Linked DNA regions of Lactuca sativa: region 2 is linked to region 1. The links are chromatin contacts, called in public Hi-C maps. All regions are on one chromosome and are shown on one strand. Each heading gives the region's core, a stretch centred on a gene start, on an enhancer-like site or on the middle of the called end of the contact. The rest is flanking DNA. Distances are from core to core; before and after follow the strand shown. Region 1 holds the start of LOC111903043 (endoribonuclease Dicer homolog 2-like). Region 2 holds the start of LOC111903065.

The links. A called contact is a pair of places that touch in the nucleus more often than the background predicts.
Region 2: a contact with region 1 is called in a Hi-C map of seed, with 4 times the contacts expected there. The contact joins the promoter of LOC111903065 here to the promoter of LOC111903043 in region 1. A contact is called at or near these places in 2 of 4 Hi-C or Micro-C datasets (leaf and seed).

The regions. Positions count from the first base shown.
Region 1 is chr9:60,373,413-60,379,481 of Lsat_Salinas_v11, reverse strand. It overlaps LOC111903043 (endoribonuclease Dicer homolog 2-like), which reads left to right and starts at 3,460. Exons shown (of 22, transcript XM_023898839.3): 1 at 3,460-3,835; 2 at 4,223-4,400; 3 at 4,488-4,601; 4 at 4,681-4,815; 5 at 4,930-5,014; 6 at 5,111-5,175; 7 at 5,264-5,404; 8 at 5,480-5,608; 9 at 5,682-5,811; 10 at 5,914-6,007. The coding sequence starts at 3,771. LOC128128376 (a long non-coding RNA gene) reads right to left here and starts at 429. Exons shown (of 3, transcript XR_008226218.1): 1 at 252-429; 2 at 94-158.
Region 2 is chr9:60,675,273-60,681,341 of Lsat_Salinas_v11, reverse strand. LOC111903065 reads left to right here and starts at 2,836. Exons shown (of 2, transcript XM_023898859.1): 1 at 2,836-3,191; 2 at 3,240-3,465. The coding sequence starts at 2,836. The coding sequence ends at 3,465. It overlaps LOC111903082 (a long non-coding RNA gene), which reads left to right and starts at 5,170. Exons shown (of 4, transcript XR_002854036.2): 1 at 5,170-5,744.

The DNA of each region.
Region 1 (6,069 bases), core at 2,211-4,710:
AGCTTCCACATTAATTCATTAATTTACATACAGATATAACAATTCAAGTGAATACTTCTCACAAAAAATGAAGTACTAGAACTGAAATCTTACATTTTGCTCTGGAAATATAGTGATCTATGTATAAACTTCATCCATTTCTTGTTCAGCTGTCTAAACTACAAATATATTAAAACAACGAATTCAAATTAGATATCAATTTTAAGAAATTTTAGAGATTGAAGAACATAGTACCAAAATTGAAATCTTACATTTTGTTCTGGAAATAGAGTGACTAGTATATAAACCTCATCTATTTTTTGTAGCTGCCTAACATACAAAGATATTAAAATAACCAATTCAATTTATATATCAACTCAAAGAAATTTTTAGAGATTGAAGAACATAGTAACATTTTTTATCAAAAAAATAATAATAACATTTTTTTTCTTTAACTTCGACCTCCGGAGCAGCTCCATCTTTCCACAGCTGAAAACCCTACAATCGTTGAACAATAGAAGCACAATCTGGTAGCAATTGAGAATCAGAAGATAGTGATAGGACCACCGCTGGTGATATAATTATTCAACATAAATTATACCACAATTTGTAGCTGAAAGGATCAACAAACCTCATAAGTTGCAGGCCTTTTGAAGAGCTGGTATTTGGGTGTTTACAAATTTGGAGTATATGGATTAAACAAAAAAGAAACAAACACATAATCTTTGGGAAACGAAAACCAAAATAGATATGAGGAAGATAGAGCAAAAGAACTTAAGACGGAAGATAAGCGAAACCAAATGAAACGAACAGAGGGTGAAATTGGGGGAATTAAACCCTAATCGAAATACTTCCTGTCATGACGGTAGCGAGAATTTGAGCGAACGTCTGTAAGAAAAGATAGCGGGTGTGCACCTGTCATTCAATAACAGTTCCGTCCGGTTGAACCACCCCTACCATCGGCCTCGCTACCTCCCCTCCCTATCAATTTGAGTCTGTGATGTCCCGATTTTTTCCAATAATGAATCCAATTTCGGAGGAAATAGAGTAAAGGGAAGTCGGTGGACCAAACATCGGGCTAATCGGTGGTGGTGAGGTGGAGTAATTTAATTGGGGAATAAAACGTGTGGAGGACACCATTTTGAATAAGAAGAAGACAACGCATCAACTGCTTTAATGACCCTGTTGACAACCAAAAAGGGGTTAGGGACCAAACTGCAAATATTAAAACTTATGTGGCCAAAATCTGAAAACCCATAGTATACTGTAGGTAAGCCTCCCCAAATTAAGTATATATATATATATATATATATATATATATATATATATATATATATAATTAAATAGACCACAATTGTAAAAACAGATATAAATGAATGACGATTTCTGCCAAAAAAACCACATACTTCACTGGTAGGATAATTTTAATATATATATATATATATATATATATATATATATATATATATATATATATATATATATATATATATATATATATATATAATCTAATTCCAACACTTATTGCAGTTTTTTTTACTATGTTACACCGATTATATTTGAGTTTATAAATTTCATATATCCTTAATCTTTCTAATTCTATATATTGCACAACAACAAAACCGTAAATAATCAATGTCATATGAGTTTGTTTTTAGGGTCATTCTAAACATATTTTGGACCCCGAGAGAAAAAAAGACATTTAAAATACATAAATTTTATCAACTATTTTATAATAGCTCAAATAATTGAAAGAAGTTCCTTATATTAGTTTCTAAAAATAACATTTTCGACTACAAAAATCCATATATTTATTGAAAAATATTTTTTCTAACTTTTTGAGATGCATAATTATTAATGATATCTTCAAGATCAATCTTGTATAATATATTTATAATAAAGTCCATAAAGTTTTTGGTAACTTTTAATAGATGGGTCGCCGTAGACGATTGCCTATATCATCCACCATCTGGGGTGGTTTGTTTGTTTTCTTTATATTTTATTGGAAATTCCACCAATCACATTAATGAACTTCCATAAGTGAGATTTTTTCTGTGCATGTGAACTTTCAACATTCGAAACTACCACAAATTTTCAATACATACATCTCCACTCAAATACCTGACACATGACGAAACTTCCATAGGTGATATTTTTTCTTAATTACTAACAACTCAAACTTCTAAATTTTGTCTTAAATAAAACAATGATCAAGTAAGAGAAAATGAACCTGCTACCAAAAATGGTCATTTAAAGTGTGGAAAATAACTATTTCGTAAAAAGGTACTCCAAAGTGGTAAGTTTCCACACCAAAAGATGGCCACTATGAAAAATGGATCCATTTGTTCACTGAGAAATGGTCATCGTGAAATAACGTTTAGATATGGAAAATGACAATTTCCCGCACTAAAAAAATGCTACTGAGAAAATATAAAAACAATTAAAAATACAAAATTAAAATCATCACCTATAGGATATGAATTTTCAATCCGGAATTTAATTCAAAACCATTTTTGTTTTAAATTATTAATAGAATAAATAAATTATTTGTTTTTATACCGATGAATTATCATAGGACCACATAATTCCACAGACATACTGGTAAATGGTCAATGATGATGTTTCGACCATTTCGCAGACTAACTAGCAATGCAAAATTTATGGCTATGTGAGAAAAAAATTAAATATGTTTGATTAAATTTATCATCTTTTTCATTTCATTTAAACATGTAGATATTAACTATAATCATGTTTGCAGAAATCGGGATTAATCGGCGATTAATCGCTTGACATTCTCCAATCGTCGAGGATTAAGACATTAATCGGAAATTTAGGATTGATCGGCTTTAATGGGATTAATAGGTCAACAAAAGTCAAAAAAGGTAAAAAAGTCTAAAAAAAGGTCAAAAAATTTTTAAAAAATTTAAAAAACCAACTTTCTTTTTTTACTCCAAAATTTTTAAATTTTCAAAATTTCAAATATTATACCAAAATGTTCATATTTTGGTATTTTCAAATTTCCAAATTTCAATTTTTTTTATTTTCTAATTTGAAGTACTTGTTTTTCTTAAGATATATTAATATTTAATTAATGTTAAAATTTTATTAATAATCTATGGTCCCCGATTAATCCCCGCCAAGACCGATTAATCCCCTAATATCAGTCGACCGTCGAGCTATCGTCAAACGATTTTTACAACATTGACTATAATAAAATTTTGAAAATAAAAGTACGATATGATCGAATACGGTAGGAATGTCCTCTAGGAAAAGGGTCAAAATAAAATATTTTTGATTAAATTTATCATCTTTTTCATTTAAATCTAGATTTCAATTTCAACTATAATAAATTTTTGAAAATAAAAGTTACGATATGATCAAATACCGTAGGAATGTCCTCCAGGAAGAGGGTCAGCGCTTTACGCTGACGCAAGCAAAAAAGTCCAAAACTTTCATTCAAAAATACAAACTTCACTGTATCATCAACAACACCAGACCTCACACTCCATACTCTAAATTCGAATAACTTCCACAGAAAGAATCGCTGTGACAAATGCGCTTAAGAACAACAGTAACCACTTCAAGACACGAGTTTTAAAGACGCATCATTTTCTTTTAAATGCCATTCCAAGTTTGCGAAACCCACTCATCTTCCCCCTCTCTTTCTCTCTCTCACAACCGTCTAAAACCCTGATTCTATTCTACTTCAATTCGTGCGTTCTTTACGTTATCTCCCACGCCTTTCATCATTCCCCCCTGTTTTTTGTTGAAGATTCACAGTGAGAAAGAGGATGGCCGCCAATGACGATGGAAGCGGTGGTGAAACATCTGCCGATCAATTCCCGTTTGCTAGAAGGTAAACCGTTTAGTATTTGATCATCCCTTTGATTTATGCGTCATTCAAGTTTGGGGCTAACCATATACTTACATCAATCTGCAACAAGATACAAACTTGAAAAAGTAAAGTTGTTTTGCAGGAATCGATGAGTTAATATTTTGTAGGACCTACAATGATCATCGATAATTTTATTTTTTTGGGTTTATTGACATAGATGTGGTTGCAAAACACAAAACTTAGGTTAATCAAAACGGAGAATGCAGGTTAGAGAGAACATCGGAGGGAAATTGTATTAATGAAAGTTCTTGTCGATCTTTTACGAATTTAACTTTTATACGATGCTTTACTCAAAGTTTTGATAAGTTCTAAGCGTTCTTGATGCGAAATTTTGTGTATTTTGATCAGTTATCAAATAGAAGCACTGGAGCAAGCGATAAAGCAGAACACAATAGTGTTCTTGGAAACTGGATCAGGCAAAACATTGATTGCCATCATGCTTCTACGCCACTATGCCTATCTGTTGAGAAAACCATCACGTTTTTTTGCAGTTTTTTTGGTTCCCACTGTTGTCTTAGTACAACAGGTATGTGTATATATCTCTTGATATGTCTATTAATTTCTTCACTGAAGCACAATCATGAGAATTTGTATATCCTTCTTTGATGTTTAGCAAGCTGAGAATGTGAGAAAACATGTCGATCTGAAAGTGGAAGAATACTGGGGCCAAAAAGGCGTTGATTTTTGGAAGGCTGCTGACTGGAAGAAACAACAAGATGAAAACCAGGTATAAAAAAGTAATCCTTTTTTTTTTAATCTATGTATATAATCATACGTTGTTTCACCCTTCATTAATCATGCTGCAGATAATGGTAATGACACCTCAAATTTTGCTTAATGCCTTGAGCCATAGCTTTTTAAGCTTGGATGACATTAAGCTCTTGATATTTGATGAATGTCATCATGCCAAGAAAAAACATGCAATGGCTCTCATTATGAAGGTGTGTTATATGTTTTACACCCTTTTGTTTTCTTTGTTTTTTTTATTGTTAATATTATCATTACTAATACTCTATTAAATGTTCTTGAAAATTTGAAAAAATCTATCTTTGTAGGAGTTTTATCACAGGCGTTTATGTGATGGTGGTTCTGAGCTTCCTAGGGTACTAGGGATGACAGCTTCACCTGTGGAAGCTAAAGGTATTAATTTTTTTTTTTTTTTTTTTTTTTTTACTTTATTAATTTTCCAATTAGACTTTATTAGTGATCCTGATTAGCTTGTTTGTTGTATTCTAGTGTCAAACTCTGGCAAGGATTACTGGGAGCAGATTAACAACCTTGAGACTGTGATGAATTCAAAGGTTTCTAAACAGAATTTCACATTTTCTTTAATCATTTAAACTTGTTATTTGATTATAATAGCTTACATAGATTTCTTTCTTAATGAAGATATATACATGTGCAAGTGAATCTGTTTTATCTGGCTACATTCCCTTTTCAACTGTTAAGCTTAAGTTCTATGAGGACAGAGAACTTCCTTATCATGTTCTCGAGGCTTTAAAAAGCAATCTGTCAATCTTAAGAAAAAAGGTAATCTTGACTTGTTTTGACTTTTGAATATTTATCAAAATTGTATTATTAAGAAATACCAATATTACTTCACAGCATGAAGATAAAGTCAGTACTACAACTCTTTCAACATCTTCAATGCAAAATGCCATGAACAGATTGTCCAAGTTGCATTCAACTTTTGTACATTGCTTAACCGAATTGGGCATTTTCTTGGCTTTAAAGGTGTGTTTTTAAACTCTTAATCCTTTCCTCCAAACATAGAAACAGAAAATGACCTTTTAACCCCTTGTAACAGGCAGCCGAAGCATATTCATGCGAAAAAACCGATCTCTTTTCATGGGGGCAGCTAGATGTACGTGGTGAGAGCATTGCCAGAGATTTTTGTAAAGATGCTACCAAAGTTTTTTGCTCTTACATACCTAAGGGTAATGAAGACATCTATTTAATCTTTCTTTATACTAATTAAATATTGCCAATACTTTTCACAATCTTATTATTCAAACTATTTTATTTTTGGCAATTTCTAGAATGGTCCATCACTCAGGTGAATGAAGCAACTGTAAGCATTGGCTTGCTCTCAACAAAAGTTGTCTGTTTAATCGAATCTCTTGCTGAATACAGGTTTATACTTCTGTTCATTGTACTTTGTTTGTTATTATGAGTAAATATTTCTAAATATACTG
Region 2 (6,069 bases), core at 1,587-4,086, 300 kb before region 1:
TCTGCCTCCAGCTTCCACTCCATTACCCACAGGTTTGTGACGTTTGTTTATTTCCAATTTTATACAACTAGTTGAGATTTGGAATTTTGGTTGATAATAAAATACGTAATTTTAGTTATTGATAGATATTCTTATTATTAAGCTTCAAAACTGATGGCCCAATTGATCCAACATAAGCGAAGATAATTACAGCACAATGTATTACATAATACTAATCTTATAAATTTTGTTATGCATTATATAATTAAACATAAGTATATGAAATCGTTGTATTGCTATTGTTGATTGTTGTGGATATCAAAGTTAATGTTATATTTGTTAGTTATAGGTAGTGGCTATATTAAAATCAATGTCGTTAGTGGCAATTTTGTGGTTAGTTTAATAGTTATTGAAAAGTGTGTTTTAAAAAGTATCAATAACAATACAATGAATGAATGTATTTTAAGATATAAGACCTCTTCGGTTATAATTGTAAGCATTTCAACATAACAATTGAAGTTCTGTTTAAATATGTTTAGTCTTATGAGCCAAACCGTCACTAGTATTTCTTTATTTTTTTCGGTTTCATATAAATAAGGAACCACTTCGTTACAGGTTCTAGATTCACTAGGTACGATCGGACATTTAATGCAACATATCTTTAGTAGGATATATATTTGACAAAGAGCGTTTATAAACAACGATATGTTAAGTATCTTGGAAAACATAAAAAAAAACAGTCTCATTAGATAAATAAATAAATTCATTATAGCTTGTTTGTTTACATAGATTTACATTACATAGTCGTTAGTAAACATGTGAACATAATATGGATAATAAAGTTATAAGGTGTTATAATTTAATTATCATTATTTAGGTTAAAGAACATAAAAACACCACTGTCATGAAAATAACATTTATAGAGTGCATCTCACGACACTACGAGGATGCGTAAGAGGAATGTAGAGAATTTGAAATTGTCAACAAACAATAAGAGAATATTTAGTCCACCTTTTTATTACTAGTTACTAGTTTATAACCATGAAAACTACAGTTATAAAATTAATTTAGTTTTGATAGCAAAAATTCATAATTATTAGTCAATTATTTTAAATAAATTATTAATTAAGAGATATACAAAAATTTTAAAGTTAGTTATGACTTCAAATATAACATATAATTAAAAAAGTAAATGTTTCTATAAAAAGTTTAATTTTTTATTTAAAACTTTAACATCATTAATTGTGATAGTGATTTGCCTAATATATCTCCTTGACACATGATATAATATTAATATGAAGTTGTATTAGAGTGACACATGACAAAATAAGATTAAAACTATTCTTTTATTAGTATAGGATTAGTAACGACTATATTTTCTTTGTTTGTAATAAAAAAAAGATATGTTATACTTTTAAATGATTTGTTAATAATAATATACATTAATTTATGGGTAATCTTAAAAAAAGTCTAAATTTTTTTGGTTATTAAAGTAATCTTCACAAAAATCCTAATATTTTAACCAAATTAACGGAAAAAACAGAATATCGTCTAAATCTACGAAACCGACCAAAAATAGTTTTACCAAAAAGGGTGGTCGGTGGTGTGTATGGTGGATGATACGACTGAAATGGATTGATAAGGAGGGTCGTTGGTGGTGTATATGATAGGTGATGGATGATAAAATAAATATAGGTGATGGATGATAAAAGAAAATACAGAAGCCCTGATTTCCTCATAAGAGTTATATTTCAAAACCTACTTTGTAAATAAGGCTGCACGGTGTGGCTGCGGTTTGGGACCGCGGTTCGTGCCACCTGGACCGCGCACAACGCCCCCAGACCGCGATCTTGTGCGGTTTTGGCTGCAGTGCAGTCCTTTAAAGCCGCGTTTTGTGATTGGTGGAGGGAAGTTCGGAAGGTATGATCGGTTGTTCAGTAATTATTATTTTTTTTAGTTTTTTTATTATTTTTTTTTTGCTTTTGCTTTTTCTTTCCTATATATACATATCAACTTAATTTTTTTTCACAACGCAATATTTTCTCTCTCTCAATTTTTTTTTTTTTTAAAATCACCACTCTCTCAAAAATGTCATCCTCTTCATCTTCTGAAGAATTTCAGAATATTTTTGATACCGTTATTGCGTGTGTTCAAATGGCGGAACAAACATATAACGTTGTATGTAACAACGCAGCTGCAAGTTCTCAATTGAGAACACGAATATATATATATATATATATATATATATATATATATATATATATATATATATATATATATATATATATATATATATATATATATATATATTTGTAGAAATCGTGAAGAAGCCAACCAACGTTTGGTGCAAGACTATTTTGCAGAGAATGGCACTTATCAAGGGTATTATTTTCGTAGGCGCTTCAAAATGCTCAAAAGTTTATTCGAACGTATAGTTGAAGATGTAACGATGGAGTGTAGTTTTTTCCAACAACGCTACAATGCTAGAGATACACCCGTTCACTCCCTTACAAAAATGCACGACCGCACTTCGTCAATTAGCATATGGCATTCTGCCTGATGCGTTAGACGAAAGTTTTAGGATGTCTACTAGGATCGTACAAGATAATCTCCATTTTTTTCTGCAAAACTGTGATTCAGTTTTATAGTCCAAAATATTTACGTAAGCCTACACGTAATGACATCCTGCAATTGCAAGCTCATCATGCTAGTGTGCATGGGTTTCCTGGAATGCTAGGAAGCTTAGATTGTCTCCATTGGGCATGAGAAAATTGCCCTACAGCATATCATGGGCAATTTACCTGAGGTGATCATGGTGACCCAACGATCATACTTGAAGTAGTTGCATCACAAGATATGTGGATTTGGCATGCTTTTTTTGGTTCTCCTGGTTCGATTAACGACATCAACGTTCTTAATCGTTCACCAATATTTAACAACATATACGATGGATCCGCACCAGATTCTTCTTTTCAAGTGCGTGGAACGCCATATAAGTATGGTTATTATCTGGTTGATGGAATCTATCTTGAGTATGCTGTGTTTGTTAAATCGTTTACAGCTTCACATGGTTCTAGACGAAAGAAATTCAAGAGAGCTCAAGAAAGAGCTAGGAAGGATGTTGAGCGTGCTTTTGGAGTTCTGAATAAACGGTGGTTCATATTGAAAAAACCAGCAGCTTATTTAGGCGAGGAAAAACTTCAAGAAATCATGTATACATGTCTTATATTGCATAACATGATTATTGAAGACGAATGAAGAGCAATATGTGCGTTTGACGAGGAAGAAACCATACCAGAGACACAACCAATAGAAATTGGTGGCGAAGAGTATATAAACAGGAGAACAAAGATACGTTGCACTGAAACATTTCACAATCTTCGCAATAACTTGGTGGAATACACTTACGGGGTTCAAAACATTAACCTTAATTTGGATCCACCGGATGACCTCGAAGATGAGTTCTCAGAGAACGATTTTATTTAGTTTGCTTTAGTTATTTTATTTATGTTTTTTAAGTTTCTAGGATTATTTAAATTTCATGTGTGTGGTTTTCGTGTTTTTTTTATTTTTTTATTTTTTTGTGGTAATGCAATGTAATTTTTTTTTAATTTTCAAATAATGAAAAATTATGTTTTTTTTATTAAAATAGAAGTTTTATTAAATTAAAATCGTTAAAAAAAAGAATTTTTATTAAATTAAAATAGTTTTAAAAAAAAGAATGTGTGGCACCACTCCCTTGGTGTGGCAAGAAACCACACTTGAGTGGTAAAAAATAGCATGACGCTTATGTGGCGGGGGAGAGAGAGTGCGGTTTCGATGACACCAGTGTTTTAAAAACCGGTTTTTTAGTTGAACTGGTATGATAACTGGTTCTCGGTTCAACCGGTTTAACTGGTTCGACCGCCGGGAGAACCGGTTTCTATATTTTTCATGTTTTTTTCTATTTTCCTACACATACATACATATAGAAATTATGAAGTTGATGTTTACAAGTTCAAACATTAAAAATACACATAAAAATAAGTTGTAGATAATCCAAGTAAATTAAAATAACACATAACCATAAGTTTTAGTGTTTTACATCATCTCATATACGTCAAAAAGGAAATAAAGTATAATACCGAAATGAAATATAGTTTTTGATGAATTCAAACACATCAAAAGAATTTATAACATCTACCATATGTTTTTATTTAGAGAAAACTAAATAGATTTGAAAAAAAATCACCAAAGTTTATTATGTAAATTGTTCTTTTTCATGTGTTTTTATTCGGTTTAACCGGTTTATTTTGACCGATTCAACCGGTTTTTTCTAAAAACCGGCTGGTTCAATCCGATTCAGAAATCAATATAAAACCGGTGATAGTTGAACCGCTCCCTCTTCCGGTTCCCGATCCAACCGGTTCAACCGGCCGGTTCAAACCGGTTTTTAAAACATTAGATGGCACCACACCCTCCAGCCTAAAGATATCAATGTAATTTAATAATACGCGAGACATTGATGGTTTACTTTGTTATACAATGATAACTTAACATAGGATAACTACCAATGTCGATGTCAATTGTCATAACTATTTATATACATATTTAAATTACAACACAGTTTGGAATAGTGATGTCTCTCTCCTTCAATTTTGACCACAGATGTTTACTTTATTTTATTAGTAGTTTTGGTGCTTAAGTGTTGTGGTTCCCTTACATAAATGGTCTATGAATTTTGTTGACCTTGGCACTTTTGGTCCTTATATGAGTTTTGCTATCATGCATCCTTATTTATTTAGTTTGCTATCATTTATTTTTGTCATAAATTATTTAAATGATCTCTGCATTCTTATATATATATATATATATATATATATATATATATATATATATATATATATATATATATATATATATATATATATATATATTAAAGGAGGCCACTTTTTAGGAATAGTGAACATTCTGATTTTTTGGCATAAATAACCCATAAGTTTTCATATTTTTAGTTGTTCATATTTTTGTCACTAAAGTTTGATATATTGGCAGTTTGGTCCCTTAAATTATTAATAGTCATATAAAGATAAGGATGTGGCTAATACGTGTTACTCCCGCGCTCCCCCACCAGTTCTGCTTTATCTTCAAACCCTCCCCCCACCCACCCGGTTTCTCATCCGCTCATTTTCTAGGTTTTCTAATCTGATTTCCACCCTTTTATTCTTTGGCTCCACCCATTTCTTTTGTTTTGATCGGCCAAGAGGGAAGACGAACACAAGACAAAAGTTAGGGAAAAGAGAAATTGGGGGTAAACCATGGTCTAACCGGTTCATCGATCTTTTGCATCACCGATTGAGAACTGCCAGTGCCACCTTCTGAGTTCGTCGGGTTACTTTACTTATGATTTTGGTTACCTTCTTAAACCGCACATCACTTGATGCGGCTTCTGGTCATAAATCAGATAAGTGTGTAAAGAAATACATTTGATTTCCTTTTCTGTATGTTCTTAAATAGATCTGTCAGCTGTTTAGCATCCTATATCTTTCGTTCAGCTGAAGTTCTTTTCAGATGTTGGTAACCTAAAAAGGTACTTACTTAAAGAAGGATTGGATTGTTTTTGTTGTTCAAACTTTGTAGATTTGAGGATGCATAGCAGGTGCTTGACGAATTGCTTCAAAGAGCCAGTATCAGCGGCGTCTGCTTCTCTTTCTATTCACCGCCGTAGACGTTTAATCGCCGCCCGTTCTCCGATTTGAGATCTTTGATTAATTTGACCAGCTGAGGTGAGATTTTGCTCTATTTTGCATTTACTTTTGTTTTGTAGGCTCATGAATCATGATCGTGCCAACTTTTCCTTATAGTGTTTAGCGCACTTCTTTCTCCTTGCCATACCATCTTAAATTTAGTTTTCTGCAATTTATGTACATGTCATGAATCGATTGCTTTTGTTTTCTAAATCTTGAGATCGATGATTTGTGTATACGTGAATTACTGATATATATTTACTGTGAGCAATTTTATGGGTCCAGTCTTTTGTTGTTAGGAGTTAGGAGAACACCTGAAATACTAATATCGAAAAGTCAAGTGTGACATGCAAATATTGTGGCC